2 separate regions of the Mus musculus genome follow, and region 1 is linked to region 2. A link is a contact called in public Hi-C data. All regions are on one chromosome and are shown on one strand. The core of a region is the stretch at or near the end of the contact, and the rest is flanking DNA. Distances in the headings are between cores, read along the strand shown.

The links. A called contact is a pair of places that touch in the nucleus more often than the background predicts.
Region 1: a contact with region 2 is called in a Hi-C map of Sertoli cells, with 2.9 times the contacts expected there. The contact joins two enhancer-like sites. A contact is called at or near these places in 1 of 39 promoter capture datasets (the SN4741 cell line), 3 of 484 Hi-C or Micro-C datasets (Sertoli cells, nephron progenitors and stem cell-derived germline stem cell-like cells), 2 of 115 datasets of contacts at active chromatin or transcription factors (both in embryonic stem cells) and 3 of 9 other capture datasets (adipose tissue, embryonic stem cells and pancreatic islet).

Annotation. Positions count from the first base shown.
Region 1 is chr9:15,185,128-15,191,420 of GRCm38.p6, forward strand. No RefSeq gene overlaps it. Among named protein-coding and RNA genes, the nearest start is that of Gm39293, 45 kb to the right of the region's middle. Within about 2 kb of position 3,669, at least 16 of the 459 cell types and tissues checked have an H3K27ac peak or open chromatin away from gene starts, as enhancers often do. A contact at or near this core is called in Sertoli cells, where this site is marked.
Region 2 is chr9:15,099,504-15,105,818 of GRCm38.p6, forward strand. The region is part of intron 1 of Hephl1 (hephaestin-like 1); the gene reads right to left. Among named protein-coding and RNA genes, the nearest start is that of Hephl1, 9.4 kb to the right of the region's middle. Within about 2 kb of position 4,233, at least 34 of the 459 cell types and tissues checked have an H3K27ac peak or open chromatin away from gene starts, as enhancers often do. A contact at or near this core is called in Sertoli cells, where this site is marked.

The DNA.
Region 1 (6,293 bases), core at 2,419-4,918, 85 kb after region 2:
AGCCTCACAACATTGCCTCTTTGCAGCAGGGTCTGAGGACTTAATTACTTTGCTGTTCTTGATGATTTCTTATATCCAGCCCTTAAGGAGCTAGCTGGGCATGCCCTTCAAAAAAACCATCTATGAGGCCGCAAGGTGGCCTTGTTCCTTGATAACTTCCAAGGGCTGCAGGATAGTCACCTCATGAGTCAGTTCAGAGAGACAGAGTGAGACTGGAACAGGGTCTCTGGCCTCCATCCTCAGAGCTGAAGTGTCAGCCCCACCATCCTTCAAAGTCGACTGCTCATCATGAGAGCCTGAAATTTCTCTGCCCTCTCGTTATGCCTCATGAGTTTGTAGTAGGGCAGAAAGACTGAATGTGAATCGTTGGCATATGATAACCATATGACCTCAGAGAAAATTACCGTGAAGGCTTCGTTTCCTCATGTTCTAGTGATAATGACAGCATCAGTCACAGAGCTACTACTGAGCATCAAACACCCATGAGGAACTTCAGGAAACAGATATCCAAGCTCACCACTTACCCATGAAGCAAGTGCTTGAGGCCATGAAGACTCAGAGATAAAGTCATTTACTGGAACTCAACCTCAGTGGAGCTCTGACTAATCGCATACAAAGAATGGGTGACAAAGATGTAAAAGAGATCTGGCTGTGACACAGACCACCATGTTTGCCAGAGATGATTCAGCTAATATGTCTAGTAGGTATGTGTCCTCTTCCTCCTTCTGTCCCTAAACTGTGTGCATCTCCCAAAGCAGCTCACTGGATGTTCTTGCAGAGAACCTGGGTCCTGATCTCAACACTGCACAGAAGCTCACAACTCTGTAACTCCAGGTCCAGGAAATACCACGACCCCTTCTGGCCTCAAAAGGTACCAGGCATGCATGTGGTGCTCTTACATGCATGCAAGCAATTCATAAAACTCATATTCATAAAAATAAAATATACATCTTTGTTTTGTTTTGTTTAAAAAAAAGAACAGATGCTGAGCCAGATGTGGTGACACACACCTCTAATCCCAGGTGCTTGGAAGGTACAGGAAAGGAGGATCAGGGGTTCAAAGTCATCCTCTCTCTCTCTCTCTCTCTCTCTCTCACACACACACACACACACACACACACACACACAATTTTAAAATAAGTAATTTTATCCAGCCTGGGAGCTCACAGCCACAATCTGAACCAGCCAGGGTATGGAAGAAACAGGACCCTTGTGTGTGATAGTCAGAGGAGCAGCAAGCAAAGACCAGCCTCCCTCTGGAACACTGATGCCCTGGCTTTTGTGAACATGAGAAAACTGATGAGGTGAACTGCATTAAGCCACATGGCTACCCAGTGGCAGATCCAGGACTAAACTTCAGGCCTTCTGGTACCAGGTTCTCAAGACGCTGTTTGCTGCCTGATGTCATGGCAGGAGCCCATGGTCAACACACTGCTCTTTTCTGGGTCCACAACTACAGATACAGAGGGTTTGGTTTTGTTTGTTGTTTGTTGTTTGAGACAAGGTTTTTCTGTGTAGCCCTGGCTGTCCTGGAACTTGCTCTGTAGACCAGGCTGGCCTTGAACTCAGAGAGATCTGCCTACCACTGCCTCCCAAGTGGTGGAATTAAAAGTGTGCACCACCATGCCTGGCTCAGAGCACATTCTTGACTCAACTAAAGGAGGGAAAGGAAGCAGCTAGCTTTGAATGTGTACCTCCTCAAATGCCAAGTTTTTGACAAGTGTTTTGTAAATACCTCATCACCTCTTCCCAGGGAGGAAAGCTTGATTTGCAGAAAAGGAAACAGGACTTCAAAGCACAACTTCCAACAGTAACACAGGAGTGGGGTAGGCTCAGGCAATTGTGAATAGAAACTTAAAATATAATTTTATGCCCAGATATGAAACTCCTCAAATTATCTAAAGAAAAAAAGAAAAGGAAAAGAAAGTAGAGGAGAGGAGAGGAGAGGAGAGGAGAGGAGAGGAGAGGAGAGGAGAGGAGAGGAGAGGAGAGGAGAGGAGAGGAGAGGAGAGGAGAGAAGAGAAGAGAAGAGAAGAGAAGAGAAGAGAAGAGAAGAGAAGAGAAGAGAAGAGAAGAGAAGAGAAGAGAAGAGAAGAAGGTAAAGTCTACTGCTTGAAGTAGCACTGTGAATGGTAGAGAGGAGTCGGGAGTTGCCAGGGCTAGGGTGACAGCCTTGAAGCCTGTAAGTTCTAAGGAGGACTCTGGGCTTTTACTCTCCTCCCATCTTCTAGCATATAACACTAACACATAATGACAGTGCTGAATGCAGAGTCCTAATGTCAGGGTGCTTACTCAGTCCATTTACATCCAAACATAAAGCTACTTTTCTTCTGATTGTAGCTATTAATTTGTCCCAGGATGATTTTCGGGTGAATGCCCCTTTGACTGCGTGTCTATCTGGGTTTGGGTGCTCTAATTGAAAGCATTAATGGATCAACAAGCGTAGCTCTTATTTCACCCTTTGGGTTTCAGAGTCTTTCCTTATGAACTATGATGAATGCTTTTTAAAAAGGCAAATGTACACACAAAAAGAAAAGAAAACAAAGATAAAAGCAGAACCACGTAGGGGAACTGAGAGTCTGACATGAGGGAATGTGGTGGTTTGAATGAGGAATCTCCCCCACAGGCTTGCGTGTTTGAACACTTGGTCCCCAGTTGTTCGTGGTATCTGGGGAGATTATGGAACCTTTGAGTTATAGGCCCTTGACAGAGGGACTGCATCATTGGAGGTGGGCCTTAGCAATAGGCAGCCTTATCCCACTTTTTGTTTTATATGTGTGTGTGTGTGTGTGTGTGTGTGTGTCTTTGTGTGTGTAGGTATCTCTCTGTCTGTTTGTCTGTCTGTCTGTCTGTCTGTCTCCTTCTCCCTCTCCCTTGCCTACTTCCAGTATGTGAATGAAAGTGTGACCAGACAGCATCCTGGCTCCTGCGCCTTGCCTTACCCTGCCTGTTGTTACCCTTCACTTCTATAATGGACTCTATCTCTCCAGAATCACAAACCAAATAAATCCATTCTTCTTTCAGTTTCTTCTGGTCATAGTGTTTAATCGGCAATAGAAAAGTAAGCAATGAAGAGAGTGGCTGCTCTCAGCCAGGCACCTCCCTAAGTCACCGCTGTAAGCAGTGGTATGTTATATAGAATAATGCTGTGATTCGAGTTCGAGATCTAGATGTCCTGGTGGTCACAGGAAATAACTGCCATGTTGCCCAAGCCAAAAGTTACAGCCTATGTCTAAACTAGAAAACATTTAGAGATAGGCTAGTCCTGGGCACTCTGGTACCCACACAACAGCAGCACATCCTGAGCAGCCGTTGCTGCTGATCTCAATAAAGAGACACTAGAAAACTGCCCCACCCCCACCTCACCCCTACCCAGTCTCTGTGTATCAAATCCTGCACTCTCCAGTCCCTGCGCAGAGCCAGAACAGTTTGAGTCTGTCCCCTTTCCCCCTGACCTCCCTCCCCGCCAGAAGACGCCAACCTTGGGAACAAATGAAAGGCAACCTATCCTCCCCTGATTAGCAACCAGAATTTCTCCAGTGCAGATGGCTCCTGCCCTTGAAAGAAGCAGGAGCCAATATCCTTGAAGGGATAAAAGCCCACTCTTGGACTATGGGGAAAAGACAACTAAGTGTTCCCAGACAGCTGAGACCAGGTTGTAAAATACACTAGCTTCTGATAACACAATGAGTGACTTTTCCCAGGTCAGGAAGGTCCCTCTCCAGCTGCACGGTTCTTTCTGCCCCGCTGTCTGAACAAACGTTATCAGGTTTGAAGGACAGCATTCCTTTAATTCTCATGGAATGCCTCTCATGGAATGCCAAGGCTTGAAAGCCCTGCTTGTGATTTGTTTTTCCTTTATAAACGCCCTTCACTTAGACCTGGGGGTTCACTCTCCTTCATGTTCCATCAGAAAGGTTGGTGGCCCAAGCTCGAGCTTGAATAAAGACCCTCATGTGATTACAGCGGGTTGTGACTCCTGGTGATCTCTTTGGAGTTTTTACAATCTGGGCACAACATGAGCTCCCTCTGTGGGCCTCAGAGAAGTCAAGGCAGATGATGCTTTGTATTCAGATTAGAACATGCCTTCAAACACATTTAAAGTCAGAGATGCGGTCCAGCCCTACCACCTGTACTTCACACTGAGGAAGAGAAAGAAGCTGAGAGAAGCAGCTGTGGAGGATTATGTAGCACTGGCCAGACAGAGACACAGTTCCTGTTGGGATTTTTGTCAGGGACACAGGTAGAATTATCTAAGAAGAGGGAACCACAATTGACAAAATGTCTCCAAAACATCACCCTGTAGGCAGGCCTACGTGGCATTGCCTTAGTGATTGATGTGAGAGCCCAGCCCATTGTGGGTGGGGTCATGCCTGGCAGGTAGTCCTGGGGAAAGAAAGTAGGCCTAGGAAGCCAGTCAGCAGTCAGTTGTCATCTCCAGTTACATTCAGCAAGTGTTTCAGCTTTACTTCCGGTTTAAACCGGAACAGATATGGTAAGTTAATCTGTGTATACTTTTCTTTTGGAAAAGTGTGCTCTAGAATCAAATGATCCACTTACAGGAATAACCATAGCCACACACTTTCAGTCTGCTTAGTTCCTGATCCAGATTTCTGCTTGTAGTTCCTGTTAGTGTAAGACTCTGACAAGCTTTAGCTTATTGGGGATCCCCTGAGTGAACCATGCTGAGCCAGAATCGAGGCAAAAAGCAAGAGGAACTTATTGTTCCAATGTGTGGGGTCGTCCTGCACCTTCGGTGCAGTGGTGACCACATGCAGCTCATTGAGTGAGCTTTTTATAAAGCTTCCAGGGCAGCAGCCATTAGCCACAATGTGACTGGCAGAACAGTGTGACTTTTTAAACTGATTGGTCTTTAGGGAATGAGGTGGCAAGGACTTTCCTTGTCTGAAGGTGGGCAAGGTCCATCCTGCTCCTGCAGAATGTGCCCCACCTGCAGGTCATTCCCTTCCTGTGGTCTGAGTAATTAGCCTCTCCATTCCAGAGGGGCAAGTGTTCCATGACCCTCCCAAAGTTCCTGACCTGACCTTTTCATTAGCATTCTGTCTAAACTTTACCCCCACACACAGTTACCTGGCAACACCCAGGTAGGCCTGACCCACTGTAAAAGGGGCTGCTTGTCTCCTCCTCCTCTTCCTCCTCCTCCTCCTTCCTCTCTCTCTCTCTCTCTCTCTCCTTCTTGCCTCTTGCTCTCTTGCTCCCTCTTGTTCCCCCTCTCTCTTCATTCCCTTCCCTCCTCTCTCCACATGATCATGGTGGGCCTCTACTTCTCTACTCTCCCTCTCTCTGTCTTTCTCCATCTCTACTACCCTCTTAACTCCCCTCTATTCTGTACTCTACCATCATGTGGCTGGTCCCTCAGGGGGAAGGAATACCTCAGCATGTGCCCACTGAGACATCCCCTTCCCCCACACTTCCATAGAACGTATCTTATACCTCTTTATCTTTTTGTAAACACATCAGTTCATGTCTTGGCTTCTCTCAATTCTCTGTGACCTGAGATATAAGTCAAATAACACCTCTCCTCCTCAAGTTTGTTTTAGCCATGGTGTTTTATCATTGCAATAGAAACACTAACTAAACACAAATTGGCACCAGAAGTAGGGTATTGATGTGACAGCCTGACAGAGCATTTGATTAAGGTTAGAATTAAGAATTTGGGACTGATGAGATGGCTCAGCAGGTAAGAGCACCTGACTGCTCTTCCGAAGATCCTGAGTTCAAATCCCAGCAACCACATGGTGGCTCACAACCATCCATAATGAGATCTGGTGCCCTCTTCTGGAGTGTCTGAAGACGGCTACAGTGTACTTACACATAATAAATAAATAAATCTTAAAAAAAAAAAAGAATTAAGAATTTGTAGTTCTGACCTTAAAACGATCATCCATCATGATCAAGTAGGCTTCATCCCAGGGATGCAGGGATGGATCAATATACAGAAATCCATCAACTTAATCCACTATATAAACAAACTCAAAGGGGGAAAAAACACATAATAATATCATTAAATGCTGAGAAAGCATTCGACAAAATCCAACACCCATTCATGATAAAAGTCTTGGAAAGATCAGGAATTCAAGGCCCATACCTAAACATAATAAAAGCAATATACAGCAAACCAATAGCCAACATCAAACTAAATGGAGAGAAACTTGAAGCAATCCCACTAAAATCAGGGACTAGGCAAGACTGTCCACTCTCTCCCTACTACTCAATATGGTTTTCAAAGTTCTAGCCAGAGCAATTAGACAACAAAAGGAGATCAAAGAGAT
Region 2 (6,315 bases), core at 2,983-5,482:
TGGTATCTGACGTGATCGTGTGCAAGTCTTATACAGGCAACTGGTTTGATCGTGTGCAAGTCTTGTACAGGCAACTGGGTTGATCATGTGCAAGTCTTCTACAGGCAACTGTCTTGATTGTATGCACAGCTTATACAGGCAACTGGCTTGATAGTGCACACATCTTATACAGGCAACTGGCTTGATAGTGCACACATCTTATACAGGCTACCACAGCTACTGTGAGGACACAGTCAGCATTTTTGTCATACCCAGAAGACACAGTTAAACACTGGTCCTCCCAACTCGTGGCTCTTACAGTCTTTCTATCCTCTCCTCCATGATCTTCCCTGAGCTGTGTGAATGTGTAGGTGTGTATGTATGTGTGTGTATGTATATGTGCATGAGTATGTATATGTGTGTGTGTGTGTATGCATGTGCCTGTGTGTATCTGTGTGTGTGCATATATGTGTGTGCGTGTGTGTGTGTGTGTGTGTGTGCAGGGAGTGACACAGATGTCCTGTTTATGACTGAAAACTCCACAGACACTTACTCTCTGCATTTTGACCACTTGTGAGTTTCTCCATTAGCCATCAGCATTGCACAATGGAACTTCTCTTGTGAGTTCGGACAGTTCAGGCAAAACTTTTTTAGAAATATGGATAGTTCAAAGAAGTCACATGCCTTTGAAGAAAGGAAGGAAACATAAGCTGTGGACAGAGCAAGCAATGAGGAAGGAGAGGAGTAAGTGATAGATGGACAATGGGTTACATGCCGGGTACAGGACTGACAAGATGAGTCCACGTGGCTACATGTGTGCTTTTGGGTGGTCAGTGATAAAAACTTCAATTTCAGTTTGAAGAACTTCCAATTTCCCTGGGAAGCACTGACTGGGGTTTGTACAGCATTCCTGACAGGGTAATCAGTTTTTAAGGACTCTTCTTATGGCTGTGGTATAGAAATTTTAGAGGATGCAGGCAAAGAAAAGAACACAATGAGGGGTGGAGAGACTGAGAGGAGAAAGGAAAGGGGAAAAGAAGATACCAAAATTTAAGTGCTAGATTCAACAGGAGCCCTCAGGGTTATTATATGTTAGTACAACATTGACTAGCTGCAAGCTACCAGCAGTCTTGATTCTGAAGAGTGACTTTGCCCACCTTACAGGTATCTCAGAGTAATGACACATGTCTAGTAGCTAGGACCCCATCTTCTGGTGAGCAGAAGATGGGAACTTTCTAGAAGGTAGAAGCATTTAGGCAGACAGAGGAGGAGAAGACATGTGAGTGAGGCCAGAGACCCAGGTGCTCAGTCTGCGTGGCTAAATTACCCTACAAGAAGCCAGCTCTCATTTCCTTCCCTACCTGTTTTCCTTTCTCTTTGTTCTAAGTTCTCATCTTCTTCATGTTCTTGGCACACAGCACATCTGCCCATGTGTGAAGCTTCCACAACAGGTTTGTGTACCTGAACATTCAGTCCCCAGATAGTGGTGCTATTTGGAGACAGATGAACCTCTTGGAGGTGGGGCTTATCTAGCAATCATTGGAACTTGGGAACCAGGGTTGTTTTCTGGTTCAGCAAGATGTAACAAGTCACACCCAGGTCCTGCCTTTATCTTGTCCCTGTGTTAATGGACAGTATCCCTTAGATGGTTAATCTAAATTCGTCCCTCTCTACTTCATTTTTTGATTGTTTGGTTGGTTGATTGGTTTGCTTTGTTTCTCTGTATCTACTTCCAAGTATCTTTCAAAGTCAGTTGAAATGTTTCCCTTTTTATATATGTTTTATTTTATGTGAGTGCATTTTGCCTGCATGTATGTATGTAGACCACATGCATGTTTGGTGCCACAGAGGTCAGAAGAGTGCATCAGATACCCAGAAGTGGAGCTATGGATGGCTGTGAATAACTGTGTGGATGCTGGAAATCCAGCCCAGATCCTGTACAAGAGCAACGAGTGCTCTTAGCCATGGAGCCATCACTCCAGCCCCAGCTTCTTCCCTTTCTCTGTAAACTTAGTGCTCTGTGCAGATACCAGTAACAGAACGAGTTCTGTCTGTCCGTGAAGGGTATGCTTATCAAAGACAAACAACTTTACTATTCCTAACTCCCACTAATTTCCTAAAGTCTAATTTTCTACTGCAAATTCCATGGAAGCATTGCTGTTTGCCTTGAAACCTAAAATAAACAAACTAGCAAACAACAACCCTCTGAGTTTGCCCATAAATTGGCAAGTTAGAGGTGGGAGAGTGTTGCAAGCTATGTTTGCAGAAGAGCTTGGGTTGTCATGCCCGAGGCGTATCCTCCAGGCATGTAAGAATGGCAGGCATATTTTTGTCTTTTGTTTCATCTCTGGTATTAACTGCTTAGAAAAGTAGTCAGGGCTGAGGTGTGTCACATGGGGAAACGAGGGCGGTCACACAGCTGTCTGCTCTGGAGCTGATCTTGTCTGTGCTCAGGCCAGACAGGAGGCTGCATTATGCTTCAGGATCTTGCACGGCCTGTCTACACACGGATGATGCAATGCCTGGCACACAGTTGAGTTCTTCTGGAATGCTATGTCCAGGGAAAACTCCTTGCTTGCTCATATACTAGGTGCCCCTGCTAATCAAATGACACAGGCATCATCCCATGATGCCCAGCTCCAGGGTAAAGTGTGGCCATCATATCTCAGAAATCCAAAACATGCTATTATTGGCTTTAGTTTTCTGGGGCTGCCTATTAATGCCGGCTGGCCTCTTACAAACATCTTGCCTTCCTTTCAGTTACAAACAGTAGCAAGTTAAAAACAAAAGCATCTAAGCAGATATAGCATGACACTAAAGGCAAGCTAAAGCAATGGGACCAGTAAGAGGTTAGCAAGAAAAGGTGACACCAAGCCTGAAGACTAGGGCTTGATCCCTGGAAGCCATGTGGTAGAAATTTAGAACTGAATCCCACAAGTTGTCCTCTGACCTTCAGATGAATACTGCCACAAACATATACCACATGTACACATGAAGATAACATTTGGAAATGACTTTGAAGGAAGAGGGAATTCCAACTTGCAAAGATTCTCTGGGCGGAGGATTGTTCAGGACTGAGAGAAAGGCTTTGGTTAGTTTCCTATGATGGAGTTAGGGGACATGTCAGGGAGACCCCAAAGCTGTGTCCTTATAATAACAGGTGACCACTAAATCCAACTCCAAGGAGGACTGGTCTGTGGACCTCAGAGTAAGCATCATTGGCTCAGTCAAAGGGAGGTTGAGCATTTCCACTGCCTCACTGCCTTCTCTGCTCAGTGGTCAGCCCCTCCTTCAAGTGAGAACTGAACACAGCTTTGCAGATATCAGTTGGTTGAGCCCCAAATCACTCACCTGCCCAGGCACTGCCTCCCTGTTCTTCCCTGGACACTACTAGGACATGCCAACCCTGCCCACCCTTCATACTAATCACACCAGCCAGGAAAGCTGCCATGATGGCAGAAGCGATGGCTTCAAGACCTTCAGGAAGGAGTGGATCCTGCCCAGAGAAGAGTAAGTATCCCAGGAGCCATAGAGCCAGAACCCCAGAAGCAGAAACCTGGGTCTAGCTTCCAATCTATACAACAGGACCAACAAGGTGGCCATTTTGTTTAAAAAGTAGAGAATGGCTGTAATAAAGTCTAGAAAACAGACATGTTCTTCAACAGGTGCTATGTAAGTAACAGGATGACAAATCCATATCACATGGGGTGGGGGGGTCGTGTCAGTGCCATATTGTCACCAAAATACCAACACTGCACACCAGAATATGAAGTACAACCCATCTGCTTGGATGTTTTAATATACACATGAGAACATGCAATGAAAGCATCTAAAAATCCACTGGATGCCTGACAGAGACCACAGGCAAGAGTGGGGGATGGGATTGCTTATCTATTTATACTATAGGGGTTTTTATTTTGTACATATGACCTCACTTTCACTGTTAAAAATACTATACTATAAAATGTAAAAACACACTACTTAGAATAGAGGGTTTAGGCGATATAGCTACACCCTAGGGTTGGTACAGTTTAAACCAAAAAGGAACCTTGGATTTCCATGGCCACATTTCAGATTTGTGCACACAAAATGGAAATGTATTTAAAACATTGTTTTGGGGGTGTGCTGATTTGCTTTTTCTTGGGGGGAGTGGAGAACTCTCAGTAAAGCCCCTAATTGAACAGGCTTAGAGGAAAGAGTGAGTCACCCACGAGCTACCGAGCAGCACCAGCGTGGGCAGAGCTGCCTGATAACAACTGACAGACACTAGGTCACCCAGCAGGGCAGTGACAACCGCGATACTGTGCCTCTGCGCTCAGACTGATGGGTAAGAGGTTGTGCAACGGTCCTGGCCACTCAAGCAGGCTTTAGGATGCTCCACACTTCTCCACCCTGTCTCCTGGCACGCACAGGAGATCACATGAACTGAGCAGGCATGCTCACACACTGCTGGAAGGTCCTGACCCAAACCCCAAACCCCACTAGAGTCTTCCCCATCACCCTCTGAATCATAGGTGTTACCATGACTGGCCTGGAAAACCCATCAAACAAGAGAGGGGACAGAGCAGCAGGGGAGGAAAGTGTGGCTAACCTCCCCACAGCAGGGCAGCATGTCACACAGTTCCCTGAGTGATACAGCGACATGTCTTGCACGTGCTTAGGCAGATGTCAGTCCTGTCCCTCAACGTATGACTGTGGCTGAGATTTCTGTAGCAGTTGCTCTCTGATGTCACTAGGCAGTTTCATGGCAATCACTAGGGACATTTGTCCCATTTCAGGGCCACTGAATCAGACTTCCTGGCAAAGTAATAGCTTCCATATTTTCCCCACTCTTACTAAATTATTTTTTGGGTAAAACTTTCCTGAGCTTGCCCGTCTGCCTCGTGGTGGAAAGGTCCTGTTTCTGCACTAAGTTGTAACTCTAGGCTCCCAGCACACAGGGTGTCCATGGAAGTGGCACAAAGCATTCCTGGGTCAGGGCATGCATCACTGTAAGACCCTCTGCTCCTCTGCTGACAGGAGGGCTTCTATGAGGAGTGATAGCTCAAAATCAAAGCAGCCAGGACTTCCAGGTTCTGGGACAAAGGCTGTCCCTGGAGCTTGTCTGTGGCACTCTGTGAACAAGCCCTTGAAATGTGAAGGCTGTCACTGGCCTTGTAACCTGGCTGATGGCAAATGCATGGCTCTGGTATGCAGCCAGAGTTACAAATCATTCCTGTTGTCATCCATGCCATACAACAAAATCTATAGCGACCTGTTCTTTTGCTTTTGTTTTGTTTGGGTTGTTTGTTTGTTTGTTTGTTTGTTTGAGACAAAGTCTCACTATACAGCCCTGGTTGTCCTGGAACTCACTCTGTAGACCAGGCTGGCCTGGAACTCACTCTGTAGACCAGGCTGGTTGTCCTGGAACTCACTCTGTAGACCAGGCTGGTATAGAGACCCACAGGCCTCTGCTTCTGAGTCTTACCTGGCTTGTAATGAAAACTTTGACTGAAAAATACTGAAAGTAAAAAACAGTATGAGACCATATCAAACACCAGGAATAAATTTTAAAATAGTATTTTTAAAAAAGAAATTCAAAATGGTGGGGGGGGGGAAGGAAAAGAAGAAAGAATAGAAAGCCAGGTGCTTGAAGCAAGAGTTTCTTTGATCATCTACACAACACATGTCTGTGAGTATCCAGTGTGTGTAGAAGTCACAGGACAGAAGTCCTACTGCTGTGAATTGTAGAAGGCAATCCTTCTCAAGAAGCAGAGGCTCACTGGAGCTGAGCACAGCAACAGCTGCTGGCTAACAGAGAGATATCAGGTTCTCCTGTGCAGGAGTCCACTGTGGGCCAGAAGGTCCTCCGCTAGCAGCTGTCTGAAAGCCAAGGCGGGGAATTCCGTTGCCATTGCCAAGGCCACACTGATGGAAACAGTGACCTCCAGAGGCCAGTCAGATTGGCAGTGGTCAGAAGCTGTCCAGCCATGCTGAGGTGGGCTTCCGGGCTAGGGTCTGAGGAATTCATGGCTCACAAAGTGTGTGCACCCCACCAGAGATTCATCCCCTGCACATTTGGGGTTTATTTTTTCATCACCTTTCATGAAGCAACTGAGGTTTGGAACTATACATGGAGGCCAAGGTGTATCACTCTCAGTTCCTGTACTCAAGAGAGTTACATTTGACTGGGAAACCTACACACAGGTAAATGGCAGTGCCATGGTTTTGATGTTGATGCCAGTTATGCTATACAGAGCTGGAGTGATGGAGGCATGTGGATATGGGTAAAGATGAGTGGCAAGCTAAGGTCAGCAGAATATGTGACCCGGGCAGGTTAGGCTCTTAGCGTAACAA